Linked DNA regions of Mus musculus: region 1 is linked to region 2. Evidence: chromatin contacts called from public Hi-C data. All regions are on one chromosome and are shown on one strand. Each heading gives the region's core, a stretch centred on a gene start, on an enhancer-like site or on the middle of the called end of the contact. The rest is flanking DNA. Distances are from core to core; before and after follow the strand shown. Region 1 overlaps 2700089I24Rik (RIKEN cDNA 2700089I24 gene). Region 2 holds the start of Emx2 (empty spiracles homeobox 2).

What was found. Hi-C and Micro-C count contacts between places; a contact is called where the count stands out from the background.
Region 1: a Hi-C map of olfactory sensory neurons shows a contact between it and region 2, with 2.8 times the contacts expected there. The contact joins the enhancer-like site here to the promoter of Emx2 in region 2. A contact is called at or near these places in 1 of 39 promoter capture datasets (liver), 1 of 15 datasets of contacts at CTCF or cohesin (the NIH/3T3 cell line), 15 of 484 Hi-C or Micro-C datasets (cerebral cortex, cortical neurons, fibroblasts and 6 more), 1 of 115 datasets of contacts at active chromatin or transcription factors (embryonic fibroblasts) and 2 of 9 other capture datasets (adipose tissue and pancreatic islet).

Annotation. Positions count from the first base shown.
Region 1 is chr19:59,521,931-59,529,283 of GRCm38.p6, forward strand. All of the region lies in intron 2 of 2700089I24Rik (RIKEN cDNA 2700089I24 gene), which reads left to right. Among named protein-coding and RNA genes, the nearest start is that of 2700089I24Rik, 32 kb to the left of the region's middle. Within about 2 kb of position 1,636, at least 10 of the 459 cell types and tissues checked have an H3K27ac peak or open chromatin away from gene starts, as enhancers often do. A contact at or near this core is called in olfactory sensory neurons, where this site is marked.
Region 2 is chr19:59,454,084-59,461,045 of GRCm38.p6, forward strand. It overlaps Emx2 (empty spiracles homeobox 2), which reads left to right and starts at 4,607. Exons shown (of 3, transcript NM_010132.2): 1 at 4,607-5,541. The coding sequence starts at 5,133. It also overlaps Emx2os.

The DNA of each region.
Region 1 (7,353 bases), core at 386-2,885, 65 kb after region 2:
ATCTACAGCTCTGGGGTTCATGGCCTCTTCACAGTCCCAACTACCAACAACAGGATGGTTCAGCAACAACAGAGTCACAGTGGTAGCTGGAGCTGTCACCAGCTACATCTTAGCAGAGGACAGCATGCCACATCTGCCGCTTGACCTAGCAGCTTGCTCTTCTCCCCTAGAAAGGCATCCCTGACCATCCTTGTGTTAATAGCCCATCATTGCTCTGAGGGAGGCTCTTCACTGCTCATCACTTCCCTACATTTTCAGAAATTCTTTCGGAGCTTAGGGATAACACAGAGATACTTGGGAGTGGGGACTAGCTGGTTTGTCTCCCCATCCTGATCCCCAGCAAGGAGCTGTGCGTCTGGAGAGTGCTGACTCCATTTGTGTGGAATGAGCGGAGCGCGACTCTCTCAGATGCCCTTTCCCAACTTCCTGTACTTCGCAGGCGTGTGGTGAGCCTGCGTGTGGTGAGCAGGCGTGTGGTGACCTTTGGAAACGGCTACTTAGTTAAATGAAAACCAAATGCAAGCCCAGACCAGATCACGTGCTAGCTAGTTTTATGTCAACTTGACACAAGATAAAGCCATCAGAGAGGAGGGAGCCTCAATTAAAATGTACTTATAGAGTAAGATCAAGCTGTAGGCAAGCCTTGTAGGGCATTTTCTTAATTACTGATTAATAGGAGAGAACTCAACCCATTGAGGGTAGTGCTATTCATGGGCTGGTGGTCCTGGGTCCTGAGCAAGCCATAGGGATCAAGTCAGCAAGCAGCCTCTGTATCAGCTCCTGCCTCCAGGTTCTTGCTTTGTTTGAGTTCCTGTCTTGACTTCAGTGATGAGTGGTGTTATGGAAATGTAAGCAAAATAAGCCCTTTCTTTTCCAAGGTGCTTTTAGTCATGGTGTTTCATCATAGCAATAGTAACTTTAATTTAGCATGTGCACATGTGTGTGTACACACACACAGTTGTGTGCGTGTCATAGTGTGTATGTAGAGGGCAGAGAGCAACCTCAGGTATTTGTCCTTGATTTCTAGCTCATTTGAGATAGAGTCCCTTGATGTTTCTAGGCTAGCTGGCTTCCAAGCTTCCAGAACTCCTGTCTCCAGCTCCCATCTAATTATAGGAATTACAGATATTGGTTACTGCATCTCCTTTATGTGGGTTCTGGGGACTTGAACTTAGGTCCTCATTCTCGAGCATCAAGTGTGTCGCTCACTAAGCCCTCTCCCCAACCCTTACTTCCAGAATTTTCCCAGTGGGTGCAAAGTTTTGTGCACAGGTGGCTTCGCCACATAGTTCCCATCGGACATGGAGGTTATCGGCGCTCCCTATGAAAACAATCTGAGTACTTGCCTTGGAAGCAGCTAAGACTGAGCAACATGGTCCCTCAGATCTGAGTGGAGAATATTTTTTTCTTTTTAAAAGAGGCTTGACAATGAGGCTTGCTGTTTATTCCTTCACTAAATAGACCAATTAGTGTGTAGACAGGATATTTGCTCCTCTGCCAGGGCCATAGCCAGACGGATGAGAAGGAAGGAGGGAAGCTTCGTGTTTTTCAGTGCGCAGAGAAATAAGCTGCCCTCCCTCTCTGGCTGAGTGGTTGGGGAGCAGAGTTTTCCCTGCGGCCATCAAGCCCATCCTAGGGGCTGTGGCCCTCCCTCTGCCAGTACACAGATGCGTGTTTTACTCTCTGGCATGACAACGTACTAAGGAAATACAGACAGAAAGCCCCAGAGAGCTCCCGAAAACGACATAAACATGGCTATGTCGAAAAGATGCGAAGGATCACTGAGGCCTGAAGGTCTCCCTGCTGCCTCCTTCTTTGTGGAACAGTGTTGGGTTTCAGGAGCAGCCATCAAATGCAAAAGTGCGCACCACCATACAAAGGCAGCCACGTTTGTGAGCGTAGAGAAAAAGCCTGGTGATGTAACTTGATTGTGTTGACAAATTAACCTAATGAGAATACTTTCCCACTAAGAATTCATTAAGCAAAAATGTGCAAAGATGGTATTTGCTGCCTGTTAACCCTTAATTGGCTCAACACCAAAAACACTTAATTGTGACGCGTGTCACCAAAATCCCTAATGTAGTTAATCACTGTTAGACTTACAAAATTATACATCTTAAATGATGATCTGTAATTAAAAATTATATGGGATTATCTTTAGCCCATGCTTTCAAGTGAGCAGCTTTGGCACACTTGAGAAAATGGTGGCAAAGTCAGGGGTGGAAAGAGGTCTCCAAACTTGTGATAGTAGAAAACAGGAAAATATGAGGAAAGCCCTTCAGGAGGTGCCAAACATTTCAAAGTGTACAGTAGAAAGTGCTGAACCAAACCAAAATGGAGGCTGTGCCGTCCAACTGCTGTGTGATTTGGGGCAGGTCACTTCTTTCTCAGACAGAGCCAGCATCACGATTAGGAAGTTGAGAAGAGATGTATTAGGTTGGATTTAGGGAAGTTTTGTATTTATAAATAATCATCTCTCTATGTTTGCGGGTTTACTCCAAAGACAGGAAATTTTCTTACTTTATGTGTCTATGTGTCTATTCATCATAGACTCCAAAATGTGCTAGGGATCCTAACTAAAATACTAGTCACAACAAGAAATATGGGGGGCAATTAGATTTTTCTTCTGGCTCCCAACACACCTGCCTTTGGAAGACTCATGGGCATAGGCATTTAATTGCCTCCCTTTTCTGGGGTGGTCCCATAGGTGGGTAGGAGACTTTGCATCCTAACTCACAAGCCCCATAAAGAAGAAAAAAATGCTTTCAGTTACATACATAAAAAATTACATTCTGGAGACATACTAACCTGTCTTCCTCCTCTTACACCCTGCACGATCCATTTCAGAGTTCAATCCAAATTATAGTAGCATTTGGGCTCCCTGGTGACCTATCATCATGTACACAATTTTAATGATCTATATTCTGAGGTGTTTGAACAGTGGTCTCCCCCCAGAGACCTGGAAGTCCCTGAGGTATGTGTTCAAAAAACACAGCTGGTGGCAGGTCTTAAAACCCCAGTAGAGTTGAATGGAGAGCAGGAGGTAAGGGGAGGACATGAGCAGATGACCACACGGACATGCTGCCCACTGGACTGTAAGGAAGCCTGTGGCAAGAGCCATGGTAGGAAAGAAGCATTGAGGAAAGCATGAGGCTAGACAGAGCGGAGGTGACATGGCAGGAATGATATTCAGCTAGGTACTTGCCTCTCCTTGTGATTACAGATCAAAGAGCGCCAAACTTTCTGAGTGGGGCTGTTCTCATGGGAAGCAAAGGACAGTCCCTTCCCTCAGTAGTTACTGAGTGCATCTGTGGACAAGTGCCATGCTGTGCCTCATAGACCATGTCTATGTCAGAAGGTCATAAAGCCTTTCATTCATTCCCTCCTCCCCTCTTCCCCCTGTTTCACACCAACAGGACTCCATAGACACTCACCAGAGCTGATAACTGGTGACTGGGGGTGTCACTAAGGTCTTTCTTTCTTCACAAGGCTCCAGGCATATGTCCCTCTATTGCCTTGATTTTGCTGTGGTTTGGACTATCCTCCTAATCAACTGGGGGCTCCACAGCTCTTGGGATTACACTGTCCCGGACTGTCCTGTTTTTCTTAGCACTGTCCTAGTAAGGGATAGCCACCTCTATCACTGTGGCTGTACTATCCACTGTTGCTGGTTCCACCCCTTTATTAGAAGGGATGCTACATAAGATACCACTAGGAACACAAAACGTCCTCGGGGTTAATAAGTTTGCAGGCTGCTGGGGAGGGATCATGATGCCTGTGAACCACACTCAGTATGCCTTCATACTGAACCTGAGAGAAAGCTTATGTGGGAGAAAGCCAGAAGAAAAACTCTCCTAAATACTAGTGCCACCTCTTTCCTCTCTGATAAGACCCTGTAACCAAGAACCGATAAAAACTAAACACAGAGCTTCTGTTGTTGAAGCAAGAGATGGGGACGTTCAGAGAACATCAAAATATGATCAGTTACTTCACAAATGTGTGATTTGTTAACAAACTTGAGCACTACAAGACTAACTTAAGATCCTCTGGTCCTTCCCACCAAGGATGGTCATTGTAGTCATAAATACTCATCATTCATTCCATTCACTTGCCATACACTATTACACTACATGGGCTGGTTCCTCCACCTTCTGCAGAACAGTCCCCTCCAGATGGACACACAGCGGCTTCCTATTTTTCATGGTCAGAGGTCAAGTGTGAATATGTTTTTCATATTTCCAAGGAGGAGTGTTTCTTCCTGACAGGTTAGAAGTCATTTACGGTGCTTGGGTTTGAGTAGGCAGCAATCACCAGGGAAGGATGAAGTAGGGTGATGAGGTCTCACAGGGCAGCTGGGTTCACACAGGGTTAGAAAATGTGAACCAAGGCTTTGAAGAGATGCAGACATGAGACAAAGGGACTCTGGCATCAGGAGTGGCTGAGGTGTAGCAGGCCACTCCTCTTAGTGATTCAAGGGGTTTGGTGTCTGGTTGAAGGATTTGGTGGGGTTGTTTGAAGGGTGTAGTTGGAAAAGATATTGCTTTGTGTGGGATAAATGGGCAAGAAAAACTCACAGGTGCTCCAAGGTCATAGTGGGCCCACATCTTGTTCTTTCGAGGACTCCTGGATCTATTCCTGTCTTTAAAGTACTGGGAAGTGCTCTTATGCAACTAGTCTTCCTCCTCTTGGTCTAGTAGTCTAGGGACGTCCTCCATTGGCTACCAGCAGAGTTACGGGGACGAGCCAACCTGAGCATTATGAGCTTCGTGATGTTGGAAGTGGGTGTATGGGATCACTGGGATGCTCACAGCCACCCTAGTGGCTTGCAGGAGTGGTGCATCTCAGCTGCTGCTTGGCGATCTTGGTTAGTCCCACTTGCCACCTCTGTGCCCTCACTGCTTCACGGAAATGAAAATCATGGCTATCATGATACCTTGATATCATGGTACCTTGGCTGTATGCTTGTCAGAGAAGGCTTTCAACTAATCCTCAAACTATTCTGAGGTTATTGGGGTACCCTTCTAGGTGGGTGTAAGAAGCCATTCCAGAAGCATGGGTTCTAGAAGAATGAAGGGGATGGGGACTTGGAAGCCAGGGATGGGTGGATAGCTTTGGTGCATATCATTCTTGTATTGAATGAGGATATCATCCCAATAATCCAGTATTATTATTGCAATGACCATATTCATATCTGGGCACACCCAGAAGTAGCTCCAACTTTTCCTCAGTTTCCCTTTGTGCCTCAGGTTCATCTCAACCTCTTGGAGAGCTCCCAAAGTGGGCCTGAGAGCTCATGTCTTCCTTTAGGATGAAGACCTATTCAGTGGGAATGAGGTAATAGGTAGGAAGACTACTAACATCTGCCTGTAGCTACCTGGGCTTCTCAGCTCAAGCTCTGTAGTGGTAGAGGACCAACCCTCTACTCCAAGAGGGGACTGGTGTAGGGAAGAAAGGTAGAGGTTGGAAAGGAGATCCAGCTATACTTCACTGAGTCTGAATGCTGCCAAGGAATTCACTCCATTTTAGGCAAGAATGTGAATATGCAGAAGCCAAGCCCCAACTAAGCAATTGGGCCAGGCTGCATGCCAGGGGCAGTTCTCATCTGCAGGGGTGAGTGAGGAGAAGTGGCACCTTAGTCAGGTGGAGCAGAAGGCAAGAAAGAAAAGAGACCACGAGGAATTCTGGAAGGTTCATCAACTACATTGCAAAGACACAGCAGAGGTCCTATCCCTGCCTTCCTCTTTCCTTCAAGAGCCTGATTAATGAGGGTGACTTTTGTCAGCTGAATGAGTAATTAAAAGAGCAGAGCACCTAACCTTTGAGGCCCTTAGAGATCCCAGGTCAAAAATAATGATCTGTTCCTCAGAGCCTGGTCCTCAATGCCATGGTAACTAACAGGAGGAACCCCCCCAGGAAGGGCACCGGCGCAGTGCCTGGCACAGCTTCTAGCCATACCTAAGACTGGCTATGTGTGCTCAAGAGCAAGCACCCAAGCACTCTGAACCTGTGTTTTGTTTTTATGTAGAAGGTACATGTCATGCTAGTCTGTGTCTCCAGGATGTGTAAGGAACAGCCATGTGTGGTACAGTGGACAGGAAGCCTGGCACAGGTGGACTTTCAGTAAGTGTTGTTAGAACACCTGTGGCTGAGACTTAGGATTCTTCCTTCTTTAGGCCTAGAGAGTGGCTCAGCAGTTAAAAGCACCTGTTACTGTTGTAGAGAACTCAGGTTTGAGTCCCAGCAACCACATGGTGGCTCACAAACATCGGTATCTTCTGACTTCAGTGGGTACCAGGCATGTATGTGATACACATGCACACATGTAGGCAAAACACTTATACACATAAAATAATAAAATGATTTTTTAAATAAAAGTTCTTTCACTGTGACTAGAGACCCTACTTTTTTTGCCCTGTTAACCTTGTAGGTAGCAGGTGTTTACAGCTCCATCGGACTATGTCACCGTTTCTCAAAGGACATCTGAAATCACCACCTTGGTCCACCTGTTAATTTCTTTCCTTTCCCCATCCTTTCAAATACACTGAAGATGGGTGTTGTTCTGGAACCAGGAGTACAAGTCACGTTCCTCCTATTCTAAGAACCAAACAATGTTCTTGGTCTAACACTGACAAAATTTCCACAGTGGCTTGAGTGAAAACATTGCCATGACTGGGAGTGCCATCAGTTAGAATGTAACTCGGAATGTGCCTTTGGCTGCACACCTTCCTGATATGCTGGGTGGGTCTTCCTGGCATACACAAGGTGAGCCAATGTTCAGTATTTGGCTGAGAGTGGTGAGGACCAGGCTATGGGGCCTCTGGGATGTAGAATATGACAGTAGGAAAAAAAGTTTGCATACTCAGAGACAAGGAAGCTAGTTCTTTACAGGCTGAGGAAAATTGTCTTTGTGGAATGAGCTGGGAGCTAAGGGCTAGTGTGCTGTTCTTGGCTGGGGAGAGGAGGAGGGCAGGTATTACTTCTACTCTCTCGCAAGGATGGAAATAAAACAGGACATCTGAGTCTACGCAAAGACAAGGAGGAATTTCAGGGAGAGCTCTGAGCTCTCTCTGACATCAGAAATCTGTGGGAATTTATCTGGGGGGAAAGTCTACCTCTGCGGACATCCACATGGCTTTGTGTGTGTCTCTGAATTGAAAGATGTATGATAATGTGGATGAGCTCTGGAGGCAGGTACCTGTATCAGTGGGCAGCAGATTATGTCTTAAGAGTGTGGATAGAAGGTGTGTGGTATCACAAAGTAAGGGAGAAAAAGAAGCATACGGCTCAAACAGCTGTAGCCACCAAGTCAGGCATGCCCAGTGTTCCAGGAGGAAGGCAGCTACAGTCCTCCTC
Region 2 (6,962 bases), core at 3,357-5,856:
GCGCAGTAACTAGCTATCTCCCTTGCCTAGATAGTCCCCGTCACCACGTCCTTGTTAGAGTGTATCCTATCCATTCCTCCTTGCTCCCTTTAGAAGAAAGCCTGGCTCCCAGAGAAGGGGAAATTCCAGTGAGGGTGAATTGAGTTGAAGCCGATGGGGACAGGTGGGAAGCAAGGTCAAGTCCCATGAACCTCCTCAGAGGTTCTCCTCTGGTTCAGACTGAGATTGGTGGCAGTGGTCTGCAACCCCTTGCACTCTCAGGGAGCTCAGAGGGCATCGCGCCTTCTCGAATCCCTCGCCACTAGGCGCCGCTGCACACACGCGGATCGCGGCCCTGGGCATCCCTGCCTACTCCGCGAGAGAACTCTGGGGACAACGCCAGAAAGGGATTTACCGTGATAATTTTAAAAAATGTTTTTAAGGTCTTAATTCTCTTTTTTCGTTTTCCCACAGCCGCTGTAGCTTTCAGAGGCCGGGGAGACTGGGATCACAATTACAGAGTTGGAGAAACTTCGCAGCCAGAGCTAGAGTGGGCCTTCTCAGGACATCTGACACAAGCCTGAGGGCCACTGGTGGTATACAGTGAGGTTCACTACTCTGGGACACTACAGGGTCCAAACACCAGCCTAGCAATGACGAAAATGTACAGAACACTAAAAATGAGCTAAGCTCACCCAACCTCAACAACTTCTAACACATTTATTCAGACATTTGTGATACACATCTAGTTGTCCCAGGAAGTTCTATCCGTTAGAGTTGCTTGATGCTATCCACCCACCCAAGATAGCTCTGGGGCCTAGCAACCCCACAAGCAGAGTTGAGGGCACTGCTTCTCTGTAAACAGAGGCTTTGCAGGATACTCAAAGCCCATGGTTATCACAGATCCTCAGAGATCACTACCCTTTGATACCTGTAGAGATTCAAGAATCCAGCACCTCCTACGGGAAGCACAGAGGAACACGGCAGGCAGGGGTGAGGTTACTGTGGATGCCTTTTTACAGCATTATTGTTCGGTCTGTGATGCCCTGGCTGGAGGCACATAATAACAGCAACATCCACGAGAGGAGCTGGCTTTTATTAAGGTTCCATATGTGCTAGACACTGTCTGAACAGTTTGCTTTGCCAATCTCTTGCAACAATCCCAAATGCTATTTATTGTATTATTGTTTATTCCCATTTGGAGGAAGAGGAAAAAGAATCAAAGAGGATAGCTTAGCTTGCCCAAGGTCACACAGTAAAGCTACCAATGTACTGGGGGTGGGGTAGTTTTATTAGGTATAACTACAAATAGTAAAATTCACACTTCGTACTGTACAGCTTTGAAAACGGGGTCTGTAATTACCTTTACTCCACTAAATAACTGTTTGATCATACGGCCATACAGAAACTCAATGGCCACTGCTCCTGTCTGCTTTCTAGACTGTACGGGCTGCATTTTTACATATGACAAAATGAGGTCAGGAGAGACTGAGGTGTTGACGCTGGTCTTTCAGTAAGAGACAAATGCATTATTAGAACATTCACATGTGTCTTCTAGTCCTCTGCAAAAACCATGGTGCCCAATCCCCCAGTGACTTGGAGTGCACACTGGGCAAAGAGAATCAGCCCAGCTGTGTGTACAGGTACTTAACCAAACAGTGGCTTCTTGGGTCCTTAAGGAACCTAGGACTAGAATTCTGCTAGGCCATCTATGAGCTCTGGGTCTCAAGCTGGACTTGAATGCCCGGAGCCCTGGTGCGCCTCTGCTGGTCAGTGTGGTTAATAAGTTACTCTCTAGTTAATTCCTCTACACGCTGAGGAGACCAGATTCTTCCGGGGCACCTCTGGGCTGGGAGCATGAATTAGCATAGATTATTTGGCATCTATGGCTTCTGCACCCAGCCTGACTCACCGGAAACCCGCTTTTCTTCTTCAGTGGAGGTTGAGCGAGAAGGGGCAGAGCCTCCTTGGGTTCATGTACTTGACTGCCAAATGCTCCTGCTGCTCTTGAGCACTGGCTACCTGCAGGGCACCCAGAGACCACCTCGGGTCGGCAATCTAATGGTAGAAGGGAACTTTGCAAGAGGCTGGTGGCTTGCTGAGGATCATGAAACTGGTGATATGCCCCTGCCTCATGCAAGAGACTGGAGGCCCTTGTCTGAAGCTAGGTGCTCATTCCCTCAAGACATTTCCCCAGTACACCCTGGTACAGAGAGGTGAGGGATCAAGTAAGTCCCACCAACATATGGGAGTTTCAATCAAATCTTCCAAACAGGTCTGGATTCCTTGCCGCTCAAAGTCAATGGCTGTGATACCCACAGCCAAGCGTACTAATGCTAATGATGCTAATGCTGGGGGAGGTATTTGGTTCTGAGTGAAGAGTTTAGTGGTCCTAATTTGTAGTCACAGCATTGCAGACCCATTCAAGACAAGACTCACCTTCTCACCCTCCTCCAGAGTATCTGCAGTGTGACCAAGTGGAAGCGTTTGTTTCTAGCGTTTGTTTCTAGAAGCCCTAGCTCCTCTGAATCTTGCTTGACTAGGCATGGCCCAAGACTTCCGCCCTTCTTTGGGCTCCAGTCTTCAGAGGCACAGCCTCTATTTCCACAACCCAGATGAAACTAGGGAGAGATTTCTCAGCTATATTTGGGGTCTGGTTCAGGAATGAGGAGAATGTGGCCTCAAATGCATACCCTTTTTTATAGGGCTGAATCTAATGCCCATAATCTCTGAACTTGCCCCCAAAAAGGGACAAAGAAAGAAGGCCATCTAGAATAGAAGGTGAAATGATCTGAAGTCTAAGGCAAGGGCAGATTTATACCACGAGGAGAGCAAAGCTGAGGTGGAAACACTTTTCTCAACTCCCATTCTACCTAGGGGCTCCCTTGAGCTTCTGCCTTCTCACATGAACGCTATACAAGAAACGCACACAACCTGAACAGCAGTAGAGGAAAAACAAAACAACAACAAAAAAATCAAAACAAAAAAAAAACCCCAAGAAACCAAACAGGAGACCTCTCCTTATTATTATTATTGCCGGGACTACCTGGAGCGTCCTAAGACCCAGACCCTTGGTGGAATCAGGTGGCTTTCATAGTCCCTCTAGAGGACTTCACGTCTGTCTTCTCCAGATCTGCTTCTCCCGGGTCTCAGGCAACCTAGCCACCAAGCACAGATATTTTATCCCTCTTAGGATAAATGGCTTCGACCTGGGAGTAACAGATTTAAAGGACGCCAGAAAAAAATTATCATTAATTGTAAAATACCTGCTGGTACTTCACTTTAGAAGAATGTAATTGGCAAAGGGTGTGTGTGTGGGGGGGGGGAGGCGGCTGATGAATAGATAATAGATCTTTAACCACCAATAAACAGAGAGCAGCGCCAGCAGGCTGGGGGGATGTGATCATAATTATGCCTCAGCGTGAGCCAATGGGGACGAGAGAAGTCGGCCCTAAAATCATCCCAAAACCGAAGGCAAGCTCGAAAATGCGGACAGGGCCTAGGACCGGAGACACAATCCTAAGTGCCAGGTTGCGAAACCTGGATTTGTAGAGCAACCCAGCCCTGGGACAACAGATGTCAGAATAAAAATAGGTACAGTAATAATAGCAATAATGGGAACAGTGTCAACGCCACTAAGGACAATGGAACGATAACACAGTCATAACTTCAGCTTCTGACCTAGGACCCAAGACTCCTTTCCCAAATAACCCCACATTTCCCAGAAAGAGCTGTTTTGGGGACAGAAGTGACCACCCTCCAGAAAGGATAAGCAGAAACTCTTGGGTGCAAGCTGGAAGTCCACTGCCACGGTACAGGCGCAGCTGGCCCCTCAGGTTTGAACTTAAAAAAACGAACCAGCCGGGTCAAAGACTGCAAACGCGTGGACCCTGGAACCTCGAAGCTACGCTTGGTTGGAGGGGTGGGAGGACCCCCCCCCTCGAGCGCCTAGGAAACCTCGGGAGTTTTGCTGGGGGTGGGGATTGGTAGGAGTGAAGCGGGTTAGCCCTTGCCCGGAACCAGTCCCCGCCCGCTTACCCTCGCCGGGCGCCCGAAGCCATCTCAGTGACCCGGGCGCGGGCCTCCAGGGGACAACCGCAGCGGAGCTTAGGGTGTGAAGAAATCTGCGTGTCCGTCCGTGATTCAGTCCCATCAGCTCCAGCGCCGCAGGCTTAGGATCCAGGGGTCCGCAGCAAAGGCAGCGCAGCCCCGAGACTCTGCAGGGACCCGGGTGCCCCGGTGGGAGTGGTGTGGGTGCAGTAGGAGGCGGTGGCTGAGGGGGAGGAGGAGGGGGAAAGAGGAGGAGGAGGAAGAGGAGGAGGAGAGGAACGAGGAAGAGGAGGAGAAGAGGGAAGCGGAGGAGGCGAAGGAGGAGGAGAGAAGCCGCAGCGGGCGCCGCAGGAGCGAGGGAGCTAGCCCGGAGCGCAGGGCGAAGACACCAAGAGGTCGGCGGCCGGGCGGGCGGCTGGAGGCACAGCCGGGGCAGTAGCGCCGACTCCGTTCCATTCTGGGCCCGGATCCAGGCCTCCGGGTTCCCAGGCGTTCGCCTCCCTCTGACGCACTTTAAAGAGTCTCCCCCCTTCCACCTCAGGGCGAGTAATAGCGACCAATCATCAAGCCATTTACCAGGCTTCGGAGGAAGCTGTTTATGTGATCCCCGCACTAATTAGGCTCATGAACTAACAAATCGTTTGCACTACTAGTGAAGAAGCGAACACTTCCATGGATTGTCCTTGGACTTAGGGCGCCCTGCCCGCCTTTTGCAAAGGAGAGAAAACTTTTTTTTTGCCTCCCCGAAAACCCCCTCCCTGCCTCTAACTCCAATCTCCCCCCCCCCCACGCCACCTCGCTCAAAAAAATATTACCCCAATCCACGCCTGCAAATTCTTCTGGAAGGATTTTCCCCCCTCTCTCCAGGTTGGGCGCGTTTGGTGCAAGATTCTCGGGATCTTCGGCTTTGCCTCTCCTCCCCCTCCCCCTCCTTTCCTTTTTCCTTTCCTTTCTTCCTTCCTTCCTTTCCTTACCCCCACCCCCACCCCAAACAAACGAGTCCCCCATTCTCCTCGGTCCTCGCCGCGGGCAGCGGGCGGCGGAGGCAGCGCGCCGCGGTCGCCGGGAGCAGGGAGCCCAGCGCGCCCGCTCCTCGGCGCAGCATGTTTCAGCCGGCGCCCAAGCGCTGCTTCACCATCGAGTCGCTGGTGGCCAAGGACAGTCCCCTGCCTGCCTCGCGCTCCGAGGATCCCATCCGTCCCGCGGCACTCAGCTACGCCAATTCCAGTCCCATAAATCCGTTCCTCAACGGCTTCCACTCGGCCGCCGCCGCCGCCGCCGCCGGCAGGGGCGTCTACTCCAACCCGGACTTGGTGTTCGCCGAGGCGGTCTCGCACCCGCCCAACCCCGCCGTGCCGGTGCACCCGGTGCCGCCGCCGCACGCCCTGGCCGCCCACCCCCTGCCCTCCTCGCATTCGCCACACCCCCTCTTCGCCTCGCAGCAGCGGGACCCGTCCACCTTCTACCCCTGGCTCATCCACCGCTACCGATATCTGGGTCATCGCTTCCAAGGTACGTGCCACGTCGCGGAACTGAAGCACGCCGCTCCGGTCGCCTCCTTCATTGCGCCCGGCCTGCTCCGGGTGGGCGCTCCTCGAGGCCTGGACGGGCGGAGGTCAGCCCGGGTTCTTGGTTCTGAAACTGGGCAGCTAGGGGCCCGAGAGGCTTTGGTCCCCAGTCTCTGAAGCTCGTTTGGGTTACTGGCTTGCCCACTCCTTGACCCTTTGTAAAAGGGTGCAAACGAGGTGTCCCGTGGTTCGGGCCGGGGTCGGGCTGGCTGGGACACGATGCTGGGCGACGAAGCCCGCTGTCAAGAAGCTCTGAGCCCGCGAGGTCTTTGAATCCTGTTTCCCTGGACCGTGTTCCCGGCCGGTCTATCACTCAGGGACTCGGACAGGGCCACATGGCCAGGTTCACTGGACTTCAACTCTGCTCTACACTCACTCTATGTCCCCCCAGCCCAGACCCGCAACTTCTAGGTCTTCAACCCCTTTAAGGAGACAAGGAGACCTTGGAAACCTCAGAGCAAACTGTTTCCTTCCTCCTGCTCTGGAGGCCCAGGGAGGGGCGGGAAGAGAGCGAATAGAAACCTCCACAGCTCCACTAGTTCTCTCAGCGACCTGTTTAACCCGGGCACCCGCTGGACGTGGCGGGAAGTCGGGTTCCGTTTGGTCTTTGGTTGCTGATTTTTGTTTTTGTTTTTGTTCTTCCTGAGAGAAAGAAAGAAAGAAAGAAATTAAGAAAGAAATTTAAGAAAAGAAAAGAGAAAATCCAGTCGAGAGAAGGCCCGACAAGGGAAGATCTGTTTGGATATCTTCATTTTTTTCCCCGATTTAGTAATTTTGTATGCTTCTGGGTTGGGGTTGGTAAGAAAGTTAAAACTTTAGGAAAAGGGTTCGAATTAGTTTGCCGACTGCAGTCCATAAAAGACCTACCTCCGCCGGGCGCGATCGATAACGACGGGCTTTTCCATTCAATAACACTTCGCATTCCTGTCAGTCTAGACTCGGGTGTATGCCAGCTCGCCATTTTATATATTTATATATTATTTTAAAACACCCCAACAAAACAAACAAATAAACAAAAACCCAAACCAAAGTAAAACACCTTTTCCCTTAGCTCAGCACTGAATTTGCCTTCACTCCCGCTGAGACTACCGGCTGTTTTTGGGTGGTGGTGGTGGTAAATACATTCACTTCCTTTAATACGGGAAGCCAAAATACCCAAGCCTAGCTTTCAAAGTTTAGAGCTCAGCTTCCCCATTCTTTGCCAGTCCCATTCTTGGTCGCCTGGCCATATCACGGACAGCTTGGATCTTCGCCCGACCATCTCGGCGAGTACCCTCAACTCGATCCCCGCGAGGCTCCAGTCCCTTCACTCTCCTCTCCTAGCTCTCTGCAACCAGGGACCTCTAGAACCGGGTACTCTGGAAG